Linked DNA regions of Mus musculus: regions 2, 3 and 4 are each linked to region 1. Evidence: chromatin contacts called from public HiChIP or PLAC-seq and promoter capture Hi-C data. All regions are on one chromosome and are shown on one strand. Each heading gives the region's core, a stretch centred on a gene start, on an enhancer-like site or on the middle of the called end of the contact. The rest is flanking DNA. Distances are from core to core; before and after follow the strand shown. Region 1 holds the start of Asns (asparagine synthetase). Region 2 overlaps Col28a1 (collagen, type XXVIII, alpha 1). Region 3 overlaps Col28a1 (collagen, type XXVIII, alpha 1). Region 4 has its middle 9.4 kb from the start of Gm35446.

Region 1 (3,322 bases), core at 288-2,787:
TCTTTAATGAACTGTCTGGTATGCAAAACATATGCCAGGCACTACATTGAAGTGTAAAGAAAAGTTTAAAATTCTTTCCTTCAGCAGGAGTAAGGAAATTCAAACTCCTTTGTAATCGGACTCAGAGGCCCTCTTGTACCATATTTTCCTCACTGTTGTCTGTAAATTTCCTCCTTTCCTGGTTAACTTCTGCAGCAGTACTGGCCAGTGAGCCATATGTGAAATTTTAATATACTAATAAAGCTCATTAAGAAGACAAGAGAAAACATTAAAACTAATTTTAAACATACCTTAACATGACACACCCTAAATACGACAACCAATACAATATAATCAAAATTAATTATATTTACACTACTTTTCCTAAATTATTAAAACCGGGCTGGAGGGATACTTTAGTGGTTAGAGGCTGCAATCAAACATCAAAACATCAAGCGTTCGGTTTTCATAATCATCGAAATCGACACATTACACTCTTACCACATCTCAGTTCAGACTAGCCAGCATTTCTAGGGGTCAGTCTATGAAAGAGCACAGGCTCCCCGCTGGACAGCGCCGCTTTCGTACACTGAACTGATAGTTCTAAACTCCACTGGATCACCTTAAGACCTCAATAATCAACCCGTGGCCTTGTGCAAGTCTTACTTCAAATGAATATTATAGTACTGACATCAATCAACGAAGAGTTAGCTGTTAAAACCCGTAGGCCACAGGCAACGAAAAATCAAACTCGCCCGTGTATTTTAAAAGTTATCTTATCTGAAACTAGACCTGTGAAATAGCTATCCATAATTAAGAAAAAAAAAAAAAAAAAAAAAAAAGCACGCCAATTCCTTTGCCTTTTCCCGTACTTGGTTGCCTGTCTCCTTAAACAGATTTTTCCCGGCGTGGCTGCGAGTATGGAACTGGAGTGGAGGAAGGGCCTGAGCAGCGAGGTGAGTGAGTGCTCAGAAATCCGGATCCAGACAGACCCAGAGACACTCGCTCTAGAGCTTGGTAGAGCCTCTGTCCTGCTGGAGAGCGAGACCCCTACACTAGCCTGGGGCTCCCAATTACAGCTGGTCTTGTGCAAGCGTCCACCTAGTCCCAGGCAAAACCTTCGGATGGCTGAAATTTCCCAGATCTAGACGTCATACAGTAAAAAAAAATATTTATGGTGTCTAAATGAAGGCCACCTTCGCCTTCTGTCTGGAGCGGCCCTGCCTCCGCGCTGCACTTCGCTCACATGAAAGCTTTCCTGGCAGCTCCGTCCTAGGTGCGCAACAATCGCCCCGCGCCCGCCCCGCCCTGCCTCGCGCTGCACCGCAGCATCGGTCTGGCGCCGGACCCGAGCGCTCCGCATCCGAACTCCCGGGACATGTGCCCGCGCGGACAGCACATCCTCCGGCCTCCCAGGCGAGCAGAGCGCTCCGCGCTGAGCACCCGGCTCCCGCTTACCTGAGCACTAGCGGCCAGGGCCAGAGAAGGTGGAGCAGAGGCAGCGCAGTGACAAGACCGGTTGGAGGCCGCTTCCCACCTTAGAGTCGCCGGGCTTCTGTAACGCGTGCGGGAAGTTTCATCATGTGGCTGGGACCCAACCCGTGCGCAGGGGCGTGGCCCGCAGTGCTGACGAGCGACGCCAGGCGGGGCGGAGGCCAAGGCAAACGTGCATCCTGGGGCCGAGAGCCAGGAGGTGTTCTGCTTCTGTTCCTTAAGGTGCTGTGACACTGCAGGCAGGATAAGCCCAGAGGTCGGGCCGCCAGGTCCAGTGTCCCATCAGCAATAGATCTCCTACTCCTTAATTGTAGTCTTCAGTACTTCCTAACAGAGTGTCTGATATATAGATGTGGATACATAAGTAACATAGGAATACCTAGAAGGACACCACACACAGACACACACACACACAAATAACTACTACTACTGAGCAGCTAAGAAGAACCCCAGGTAATCTCCCTGCAGAGATTAAAAGCACTCTTGAACCAATAGTGCCTACAAATTCATTGTACAATAAAAAGAAATGTTTGTCCTAAGAAACTGTTGTGCCAAGGTTAACTTCTTCACAAAGTCTCCATCAAGTTGATAACATTAAGTTCAAATAGATCAGTGGACCTTGAACATACGGACAAATCCTCTTCCAGAGAGCTGTAGACAGCAGACCAATCCTCTTCCAGAGAGCTGTAGACAGCGGACCAATCCTCTTTCAGAGAGCTGTAGGCAGCGGTCCAAACCTGCACAGCACTGTGGAGATGGAAGCAGGAAGATCAAGAGTCAAGGTCATCCTCTTAAGTAGGGAGTTTGAGGACACAGGGACACACACACACACACACACATGCATGCACGGACACACGCACACCTATATATAAAGATTCTTTTTCAGTACCTCAAAAAAAAAAAAAAAAAAAAAGACCTTCCTCAGCTTGACTAAAAGATTGGTAGTATGCTCTTAGTATTCCCTCGGATAGGGAAAATACACCATGATTTAAAACACACACATACACAATTTTACTGCATTCTTTAATGAATTTATAGTTACTAAACATCAGCACCCAGTAGATTGAGAAACAATGAAACTGTGCTGTGAAATAAACTAAGATCAGATTTTAGGCAGCACTTAGAAAGCCTCTGATCTTGTTGTTCCACAAGGGATGTACTGCACTTGTTTGACCTTGAGAATATCAAATTTTTAAAAAGTCCTTTAAGCTCCTTTAAATACAAATTAAATCTTTTCTTCTCAATAGTTGTTGGAGGGTGAACCCATCTTCTAACTTTTTAACTTATCTTAAGCATATAATCACATAGGGATAGCTAGCCTTTGTTACCTTTAAACTCTTTGTGGCTGCAAAGGGCTTCTTTGAGTTTAATAGTATCTTGAAACAAAGGTACATTGTTTTGTTTTTGACCCATTTACATTTCTAAGGTTAGCTCTTGAAGAATAGCATAGGACGTCCCCACCCAGCCCTTTGGAACAACAGTGAGTTAATTTATCAGCTTGCCCACCTTCTTCACTCAAAATGTTGCAGTCCCAAGCTAGGTGGACTTACCTAGGTCAGAAATTCACCTAGGTCAGGAACACAGAATGGAGACCCCTTTTCCTGGAACTCAGGGATCTGCAGGCCACTAATAGTTTCTCAGAAGACCCTGATTGCCTTCTGCATTAGCAAGCTACTAGGACACAGCAGCTAAAGATAGAGCCTTTGATTCTGCCTCTTCTGACATTTGATCTGATATCTATAAGCCCTTTTCTTCGACACTGAAACACAGTTGGACATGGAACTTCTCGTCTTCCTGTGTGTCGTTCCTGCTTCTCATCCAGTTTCATCTATGCCAGTTGGCAAGCTAT
Region 2 (3,322 bases), core at 487-2,986, 460 kb after region 1:
CTGGATTGATGGGGCTCAAGTCTCTCTTGCATTACAAGTTCAGTTTGGTCCTAGAAGAAGGTTTCTTGGGCACTTCCATAATTATACTTCTAATAATTTAAAAGATTGTCGGGATGTTCTTTTGAGAACTATTATGCTTGTGAGTGGGAGAGCCTGAGAGGTCTCTGAACCAAGGCTTCCTTTTGAAAAATATCTGTATTTTGTTGCTAAGGCAACAAGGGCAGTCAGGGCAGAATAGGAGTTAGTTTCCATGTGGAAAGTATTAATGGCATCAGTGATTAGTGAAACTGGGCCAGGGGCACATTTTTCCTGATTTAGCATGTGCTATTTTTTCCTTTTTGTTCTTTGGCCACCTTTTCTGGGGTGAGGAGACCTTTGATGAAGAAAATCCAACCCCAGAACAACAAACAGTGATTGTCGTTCATGAGAGAGACCATTCATAAATGCAAAGCCAAAGACAGGCCCCATCTAGAAACTCTCACGGAATCTTTGTGAATGTTTTAAGTATAGAATTTCTGTTTTGGTCTATTAGAGATGCAGTGCTTGAAAATACAGTTAGAATGGCTTTTATTTTTTCCAAGCGATTTCATTTTTTCTTTCCTATGACTTCACTGAACATTACAAACAAGCAGAAATACCCTTCCAGCAAACTGTTTCTCAAAGACAAAATGGACTGTAAGAGGACTTAGGTGTAGTTTCTATGCTGTCTATGAGAAACACGTTGGTCTCAGGTCGAATTAAGCATTTTTTTTCTGAAGGAGGGTAAATTGCATATCATGGGTAAATGCATACTTTACCCTCCAGGTGCTGATGTTTTCTGGATCAAAGGGCCTGAAACCATTATTGCTTACAATCTTGGTAACTTGGAAGCTTAATTTGTATAATGGTGATAAGAATAGATCATGCCTCAGAAGGCAATGTTGGCAGTAGCATATTAAGAACTATATATGTCACAAAAGAAATGTACAATAAATGTTATCCATGATTGTAAAAGTGTGAGAATCAATAATCTTACCCATGTCCATTAGAAAATACAGGTTTTTGGCACGTCAACAGCAATTTCTTTAAAATATTTTTAATAAAATAATATATGAGAAGAAACCACCATTTCATATACCATTATTTCCAGACAGAAGAACTATATCGTCTTTGCTATTTTGTGGGTTCTTCACCCCCAAACCTGGTTTTACCCCTATCACTAGATAGGAGAGAAAGAAGGATAGAGGGAACAGATAGGCAGACAAACAGATTATATATATATATATATATATATGTATATATATACATATATATATATAATATATATAGAGAGAGAGAGACAGAGACAGAGACAGAGAGAGAGAGAGACAGAGAGAGACAGAGACAGAGAGACAGACAGAGACAGAGACAGAGGGAGACAGAGAGACAGAAACAGAGATCTGAATCTAATTTCTTCTTGTTTCGTATTTGCTTATTGCTGATCTTTGCTTCTTTGTGAGTTCTTATTTTTCTTACCTTTTATTCCTCCCAGTTTCACCCTATCACTAAATATGAGAGAAAAAAGGATATAAAGGAGAGAAAGAGATCCCTGAATCTAACTTTTTTCCCTCTTATCTCTTCTTTGAGCACAACTACAAACAAATCTCAACTAACCCCCTTGAATGACCACCAACCACCAATCACACTTATCAAGGTTCAGGCATTTACCCTCTGAAACATTCACAGAATTCCAAACATTTCACAATTGTAGAAATTATCTGGCAAAACCATTCCTCTGCTAGAACATGAGGCAAATCTTAGTCAGCTATGTGCAGCAGTCCCATATTCCCAGACCTGGGACTAAAATAAAAACATATTATTGTAGTATCTCTGTGTTTTTTGAACAAACAAAAATTCCAGAGAAGGGGGAGAAGGGGGAAGAGAAGGAAGAGGAAGGGAAAGAGGAAGAGGAGGAGGAGGAAGAGGAAGAGAAGGAGGAGAAAGAGGAAGAGGAGAAGGAAGAAAGGAGGAGGAAGATGGAAGAGGAGGAAGAGGAGAAGAGGAATAGGAAGAGGAATAGGAAGAGGAAGAGAAAAATAATAATTGGGACCCAGCTATACCACTCCTGGGCATATTCCCAAAAGATGCTCCAACATGTAATAAGGACACATGCTCCACTATGTTCATAGCAGCCTTATCTATAATAGCCAGAAGCTGAAAAGAACCAAGATTGCCTTCAACAGAGGAATGGATACAGAAAGTGCTACATTTACACAATGGAGTAACTACTCAGCTTTTAAAAACAATGAACTCATGAAATTCTTCGGCAAGTGGATGGAACTAGAAAATATCATCCTGAGTGAGGTAACCCAATCACAAAAGAACACACATGATATGCACTCAGTGATAAATGGATATTAGCACAGAGGTTCAGAATACGAAAGATACAATTCACAGACCAAATGAAGCTCAAGAAGAAGGAAGACCAAAGTGTGGATACTTCCGTCCTTATTAGAAGGGGGATCAAAATACCCATGGGAGAAGATAGAGAATCAAAGTTTGGAGCAGAAACTGAAGGAAAGTACTTCCAGTGACTGTCCTACCTGGGGGTCCATCCCATATACAGTTACCAAACCCAGACGCTGTTGTGGATGCCAGCAAGTGCTTGCCGACAGAAGCCTGATACAGCTGTCTCCTGAGAGGCTCTGCCAGTGCCTGACAGGGTCCCCAGTGAAGGAGCTAGAGAAAGTACCCAAGGAGCTGAAGGAGTTTGTAGCCCTATAAGAGGAACAACAATATGAACTAACCAGTACTCCTAGAGATCCTGGGACTAAGCCACGAATCAAAGAAAACACATGTTGGGACTCATGGCTCCAGCCGCATATGCAGCAGAGGATGGCCTAGTCAGTCATCAATAGGAGGAGAGGCCCTTGGTCCTGTGAAGGCTCTATGCCCCAGTGTAGGGGAATTCCAGGACCAGGAAGAAGGAGTGAGTGGGTTGGTGAGCAGGGGGAGGTGGGAGGGGATGGGGGATTTTTGTAGGGGAAACTAGGAAAGGGGATAACATTTGAAATGTAAATAAAGAAAATATCTAATAAAAAAAGACCCTAATAATAATAATAATGATAAAATGAAGGAGAGAAAAGTGGAGGAGGTGAGATCAGGAACAGTAAGAAAAAAATGCAGGGAAGTAGAGAAAGAAGGCCAGAGCGAGGGTGGAAGAAAAGAAACTCTAAGTGACTTTATGTCATGTGTAATTCATCACAACTAAATTTTATAGATTTTTATTTAATTCAAAAATATGTTAGAATGGTGTGGTGGCATGTACTTTCAGTCCCAGAACTTGGCAAGCAAAAAGAGGTGA
Region 3 (3,322 bases), core at 535-3,034, 330 kb after region 1:
GCCTGGCATCATTTAAACAGAACAACCAAACATCCAAAAAGTCATAATTCTACACCATGAATATAGTAATTCAGCAGCTATGGACCCCTCAATTACCATCTACGATAGATACTCACTGTGAGTCCCAGGTCTCCTTTAGGTCCTTGTAACCCCTACTTAGTGGAAAAAGAGGAACAGTCAGGTTAGGCTGGACCCTGCTGAGAGGGCAAAGCCAAAACTTCAATGAGCCTTGAAAACAAATATCTTGCCTGTTTTCCTGGAGACCCAGGCTCTCCAGTTTCTCCCTTTTCGCCTTTCCTTCCCACATCACCCCGGTCTCCATGCTCTCCCTGTTAAAAGAGAACCTTAGACTGTGAACATTAAAGCCAAACAAGCTTCAGGGAAAAATAATCCTATGGTTTTCTTTGTTGCAGCCAAAAATCCCTTTAAAGACTTAGAATTCTGTTGACATAAATACACATAGAGGGGAAAAAAAAACATTTACACTTAAGAGGTATTGAGACACCTTCTCAACAGCTCGGTGCCTTTGGGAAACTCAACTGTTGTATAATTTACCATGTTCCTGGGATTTCTGGTGCCTCCTAGGGATTTATTCTTTTGTTGGCTGCCTTTGAAGGATGAGGGGAAATAGAACGTTGGATTCCATCACAGGTAGCTTTCTTAGTATGGTGGGACAGGCAGGAAACATGAGGTCTCTGTCCAAATCAAGGCTAAGACATTGAGACCTTGATCCTAATCATTTCCTTAAGATCTTGATACACTTACCTTCTGACCAGGGAGGCCAAGGCCCACTGTGCCCTTTGACCCTGGGAAACCTTGAGGTCCTTGCTCCCCCTATATGAGATAGAAGAAAGAGGTGTTCTTCTTAATTCATCAGAATAACTTAAAATATTTAGAAGTTAGAAACTCATTTGCAGCTCCCAAACTGCATTACAGCATTATCTAATTTCTAAGTATGATAATATAAATATAAATACAGGTAGAGAGAGATAGGCTTCCTTGTTTTCTATCATTCTTGTGGTACAGACAACTCTATCTTGCCAGATCTAAAGCTAGGGGCACACTTGTTCACAAATAGCTAATGTTCCAGTTTATCTTTGTATTTTCCTATATTTATAATATGCTAAAAGCCCATATTAATAGTGGAGAGAAAAAATAAGACAGCATCCCCCTCAAGGCTAAGGGACTGTTTATATAAGTGACTATAATCTGCTAGGTTCATTTCTAATAAATTATAGCCACAGACATGACTTGATTTTGGTCCTGTCCCCCCATGCTCTTGCAAAACACACACACACACACACACACACACACACACACACACACACACACACAGGCATAAACAATATCATGGTATAGAATATGAAATGGAAATAATCATGAATAAATCACAAAGTCATAGTAGCCACGCTACTAGGAGTTTGTTCCAAATCCCGACTTATTTCTGGATCAGTTAGTGATTTGTCTCTGGTAAAATACAATAAATACTAGACTCTCAGGACGATTTTATTTCTCGCTGTCAAGCTCTCAAAACTACCCTAACCCTCCACAAGAGAATCATCAGTGGACACAGCAAAAGTTCTAACACCAGTCCCAACCTCAGACTAGCTTAAAAAGAATCTGGGTGAAGGGAGAGGTCAAATGTCCATTTTTGCCATTGAGAACTTGTTCCCAAAGTGCCACCTTCATGTCCTTGAGCCAAACCTAATTCTGGAACACACTGAGCCCAGCAGGAAATAATGCCTGTGTGGCACTGCAAACTCTGGACACACCTAAGATGACTCACCCTTGGAGGCTGGGATCCGGTTCCAGCTTACCAGGGATCATTGACAATCGCTTCATTCAGTTTACAATCAAGAGCACATTTCCTTTTCACACTGGGAAATCAAGAAATACTGAGAGGCCAAGAACTCTGCCTGAAAACTAGTACCAGCCAAATAATACACGCACCATGATAAAAAGTATGCAGCAATGTAGAGACCACAGACCAACCTCATACTTACCAGAAAATACCCTCCAGTGTGAGTGGATCTCAGCCTCATCTAGAGGTAAGAAACCTCTGACTAGCTATAGATTAGGTGGCCAGCCTACTTAGAGATGTTAGAGGACTCTGGGGAGACAGCTGCCTGAGATTCTAATCTTTGTTTTAATAAAAAGGAAAAAAACACATATATTAAATGTGTTGTCTGGAACACAGAGTAAGCTTGCTTCCTCTGATGTTTTGTGGATGTGAATGAAGGCATCTTTCTTTAGTGAGATATTTGGTAAAAAGTAGTTTTGGAATATTGAGGTGATGCCTCAGACCACTGGTGTCTGTGTCGAGTGGTCCAGAAGGACCCCTGACCAGCTACAGTGGAGACAAAAAGTTTGTGGAAGTACATGCAAAGGAAGCCGATGCTTAGCTTTGTCCCTGTCCCAAAGGAGGATGGGTAGTAAAACACACTGCAATCCTAGCATGCAGTGGGGAATCATCACTGGGACATCTACACTCAGAGGCGCCTGGGAGGAGCCCCACACCTTCTCAATAATCATGCAGAGTGATTGTTCCTCAGGCAACATTTCAGATCTCTACCGCAGATATCACAAAAGATGTCCAATAAGGCTTAACTGCCTTAAAGAAATGACTCGAGGTTTCCCAACAAAGTGAAAAGCCATATCCTACGGGAAAATCTTTCAGAAATCAATGATCACATTCGGAGTTGCTGGATGTTCAGGAGTCTACGCTGGCATCTTCCCTATGGAAGCATTCTATTTATAGTTGCTAATGAAGGAAGCTGTGTCATATCATAAAGGATTTTTCCCCCTCATAACCAGTAGTTTTCCTTCAAACATTTGAGGGTTTCCTAAAACTTTCAGAGTAGATCACCTGGCTAAAAGCCTTTAATAAGTAAGCCCAGGCCTTAGTTCAGCAAAGGCGAATGAGGCCTATCAGACTTCCTTCTATGACTCTGGGAAGTGAGAAAGAATGTTACCATGTCACCATAGATCAGAAAGACAGCAAGAATGGCTGTCAATTGGGAAATACAATTAAATACACATTTCAAAGCCAACTTTTCAATCAGTGGTAGGCGTAGTTTTAAGCTTTCAGATGATTGTTTTATAGGAAAAAATACAAGGATAATGCATAAATATCTGAATCTTTTAATTTTTGTAATACTAATAAGAAAAATAATTGTTATTTTTTTTTCCTAAATGTTTTCTTGGGCACAAGAGAAACAAACCAACTTCAGAGATGCTCAAAAATCTGTAAAATGGATCTCTGGTTTCTATTCAGATTATAGAAAAATGAAAAACCATTCTTAAAACAACTACTATCTAGAAA
Region 4 (3,322 bases), core at 567-3,066, 280 kb after region 1:
GATTCTTGGCATGTCAGCTACCCTGTTTCCAGGTATGCTAGGAAACGGTGTGGGGCAGGAAGGAAACAGTGTGTGTGTGTGTGTGTGTGTGTGTGTGTGTGTGTGTGTGTGTGTGTGTATGTGTGTGTGTGTGTGTGCGCGCGCGTATGTGCCTGCATGTGCATGTTAGAGTTGGTTTTGAGTAGTAACTTCACTAATAGGATCATCTGGATTAACTAAAGTGACTGTGAGAGAAAATTATTCTACCTCCAGGAACTGAGCCATAGCATTTATAAAATAAAAGTTTTCAACTCAACCCAACTAGTAAATCATGCACTTCTATGAAGATTTATGAGAGGAAATACAGACCTTTAGAACAGAGAGTCAAAATCTTGATTTTTCTAGCATTCCCAAACCATATTTTCCAAATCTTTCCATTAAAACTGTCATGTGGTTAAATGATGCTTGGTTGACACAGCTTCCTGGATTTCCTTAGTGGTATGTACACTATACATGTCATTAAATCCCTAATATTATATAAGTTAAATAAAATTTCAATATTAGCTACAGTTTAGATTATAAGACTGATTCACTTGCTTACACTCATATCCCCTAAGGATAATTATGTTATGAAGTATTGTAGTTGATTTTCTATCTCTAGCATGTAGATTTAATCTTAATTGTCTTTTGTAGTATATGTCTTGAACAGGGATATGATGTCTTTGCTTTCTTTTTAATCCCTATAACATGTAATTATAGTCTAAATATAGCTAGCATCAAATAGTTTTGTTATTGACTGAATTCAGGCAATCAGGCAGAAAAAGGGACATCATTACTTGCTTGGTCTGGTCCCTCTGATTAAATGTCACTTTTGCCTTACCAGCTAATCAGTCAGCAAACGAAGCTTCGAGCACACCTGATTTTCCCTTTAAAGAAGGTCAGTGGCTGAAAATGAGATGTAGAGGGACACATTTGGAAGATTCTCATGTGTAAACCAAAGGAGAGATTAAAAGACCAGGCGCCTGCTAAGAGCTGCTCTGGACTCAGTGTTTCCAGAGTAGCCCCAACATATGGTCAGTTCTCCGTTAGATACTGTGTTATAAAAGGGGCGGGGGAGGAAGGAGAGAAAGAGGAGGAGGAAGAGCAAGAGGAGGAAGAAGAAGAGGAGGAGAAGGAGAGAGAGACTTTCACAAATCAGCTCACACAGTGTACAACTGGAAAATTGTGCATTTGCAGAGCCAAACACCTAGACAAGAGCTGGCAACTTGCAGCATTGAAGGCAGTCTAGAAGGGGATTCAGTTCTTTTTCTTGCAGCCAGCAGTCCTTTGGATGAAGCCCACTCACATCACAGAAAGGTAATCTGTCTGACCCAAGGTCTACTAATTTAAATATTAATCGCATCTGTTCCCACAACAACAGCCAGACTGGTTTGAGGCCAGAACATCTGGACACTGAAAGCCTACTCAGATTGACACAGAGCATTAGCCACGTCGCATAATAAAACGTCGCATAATAAAACCAAGAACTTTTGACCTTCCTGGTTCTCTCCTGCAGTGTCTGGCTTTATTGGCATTTTTAGTATTCCTCAGATACCTAATAGTGTGTGTGCTGATTTGTCTAATTTTTAGAGGAACAATCTTTCTCTGGTCTTTCACTGCCTCTTCCCCCTGAACCCTGCTTCAGGATTTGTTCATTCTCCCCATAACTATTATAGGAGACACAGAAGGAAGGGTAGTTTTCCAACTCAAGGCCCTCAGTGGGAGCAAAGATGAGCATATAAAACATTGCCATGTTCCCCATTGTTGTCCTGAGTTTCAGAAAACAATGGAGCCTGTTAAGGAAGCCAGCACACAATGGCATTTGAATACACAAGTGCTTCCCACACCTCCAAACCCTGCCCACCATAGAGTTTCAATGCACAATGGCTAGAAATCTGATGCCCTAGAGTTGACTCTAAGGGTACCTGGCCAAGTTTCTAAACCCATCATCCCCCCACCCCCCATACATAATCTGCTAAATACATTCAATTTCTGTAGAAGAGATAAAATTCATCTATCTTTCAATTTTATGTTCACCAAGCCCCAAATTTTAAAAGTAGAATTTATGGCTAGATCTGATGTGATTGGATCTGGATCTGGGGATGCGCAGACAAGGGTACTCGTCCAAATCGCTGACACTAAGACAAATCCTCCTTTCTCGGGTTAGTAAGAGGTTGGATTATATTTGTCTCAGAGAGGTGTGGACCAAGCCCAGAGTTTTAATTAAGCCGCTCCTTCCAGGAGCTCCTGGTAAACCAACAATAACAGGAAGTGAATTCTAGGAACTGGCAGGCACACAAACAGGCCTCCTGAAATTTCGTGGTTTTGACAGTGGTAGGCCTTCCTTCTCCTCCTTAACCTCATAGGAGGAAGAGAAAAAGAGCTGGAGAGAGAGGATCTTGGATGGAGACTGAGGACTCTCAGAGGTCATTAGTTCTAGACCTCAGTGTTTTCTGCTCTCCAGCCCTGAGACCTAGATTCTGTCCAGGGAACAAAGAAAGCAATCACCAGTTGTCCAAGCTGAATCCAAAGAGGATCTGTCTGTCTGTCCCGTGCCTACCCCGACCACCCCAACAACTCTCAGTTATTTTTCCTGGCTCCTGGGCACACGCACCGTTCATGGCTTTAACAAGGTACAAAGGTTGAGAAATTTCTTATTCCAGCCTCTGAGTTTTTAGATGGTACCCGACATGTCTATAATTGCTATCTCAAGTATTGGAGGAAGTAAACAGAGCTTCATTTCTCAATTATTTTCCTCATCTGCTTAAAATTTTAGAGCACTTTTGGATCCTAATGTGTTTCAGAGTGAGAATCCCTGAGAAAATTATTAAAAAGCAAAGCCCAAGGCAGTGCCACTTAATAAAGCTACGGAATATGGTTAGTGTCAGACCTATACTCCTGTGTTTTAAGATGCTTTTCACATCTTCTTTATTCTGAAATTAAATGATTTTTTTCCTATGTAGATAACTTCTGCATATTAACCAGGTTGGAGTGTGACTCTGGGGCAAATTTTGCACTTCTCTTCCTATGTTCTGTTCTCTCAGTCCTTCAGAGAAATTACATCGGCTCAGGTCTTTAAAAGACTTGCAGACACGAAAATTTTCATCCCTCCTATCTTTTGGTAGACAAATTAAAAAATACAGAGTCAGATCCATTTGCCTCCTAGAAAGTTGTGGGAATAAATAATCAGAAGGATGTTTCAAGACTCCAAATTGGAGCAGGAAGATTTAGTGGGTTGATGCAAATGTTTTTCAGCATCAGGCTGTAAGAGCTGATACATCCATCCACAGCAGAAGTGACTTGG

What was found. Promoter capture Hi-C pulls out the DNA fragments that hold promoters and counts their contacts. HiChIP or PLAC-seq counts read pairs in DNA pulled down with a chosen protein or histone mark.
Region 2: a contact with region 1 is called in a promoter capture Hi-C map of liver, with 5 times the contacts expected there. The contact joins the enhancer-like site here to the promoter of Asns in region 1. A contact is called at or near these places in 6 of 39 promoter capture datasets (the 3T3-L1 cell line, cranial neural crest, hippocampal neurons and 2 more) and 2 of 9 other capture datasets (liver and pancreatic islet).
Region 3: a FOXA1 HiChIP or PLAC-seq map of pancreatic cancer cells shows a contact between it and region 1. The contact joins the enhancer-like site here to the promoter of Asns in region 1. A contact is called at or near these places in 2 of 39 promoter capture datasets (the HPC-7 cell line and pre-B cells), 3 of 115 datasets of contacts at active chromatin or transcription factors (embryonic stem cells, extraembryonic endoderm stem cells and pancreatic cancer cells) and 2 of 9 other capture datasets (adipose tissue and liver).
Region 4: a contact with region 1 is called in an SRF HiChIP or PLAC-seq map of embryonic stem cells, with 11 times the contacts expected there. The contact joins the enhancer-like site here to the promoter of Asns in region 1. A contact is called at or near these places in 2 of 39 promoter capture datasets (the C10 cell line and liver), 1 of 484 Hi-C or Micro-C datasets (the N1E-115 cell line), 10 of 115 datasets of contacts at active chromatin or transcription factors (embryonic limb bud, embryonic stem cells, epiblast stem cells and 3 more) and 3 of 9 other capture datasets (adipose tissue, liver and pancreatic islet).

The regions. Positions count from the first base shown.
Region 1 is chr6:7,691,672-7,694,993 of GRCm38.p6, forward strand. It overlaps Asns (asparagine synthetase), which reads right to left and starts at 1,538. Exons shown (of 12, transcript NM_012055.4): 1 at 1,438-1,538.
Region 2 is chr6:8,148,840-8,152,161 of GRCm38.p6, forward strand. The region is part of intron 11 of Col28a1 (collagen, type XXVIII, alpha 1); the gene reads right to left. Among named protein-coding and RNA genes, the nearest start is that of Col28a1, 42 kb to the right of the region's middle. Within about 2 kb of position 1,737, at least 3 of the 459 cell types and tissues checked have an H3K27ac peak or open chromatin away from gene starts, as enhancers often do.
Region 3 is chr6:8,021,972-8,025,293 of GRCm38.p6, forward strand. Col28a1 (collagen, type XXVIII, alpha 1) reads right to left here. Exons shown (of 35, transcript NM_001037865.1): 28 at 766-834; 29 at 249-329; 30 at 117-152. Among named protein-coding and RNA genes, the nearest start is that of Gm35384, 24 kb to the left of the region's middle. Within about 2 kb of position 1,785, at least 28 of the 459 cell types and tissues checked have an H3K27ac peak or open chromatin away from gene starts, as enhancers often do. A contact at or near this core is called in pancreatic cancer cells, where this site is marked.
Region 4 is chr6:7,969,760-7,973,081 of GRCm38.p6, forward strand. No RefSeq gene overlaps it. Among named protein-coding and RNA genes, the nearest start is that of Gm35446, 9.4 kb to the right of the region's middle. Within about 2 kb of position 1,817, at least 14 of the 459 cell types and tissues checked have an H3K27ac peak or open chromatin away from gene starts, as enhancers often do. A contact at or near this core is called in embryonic stem cells and extraembryonic endoderm stem cells, where this site is marked.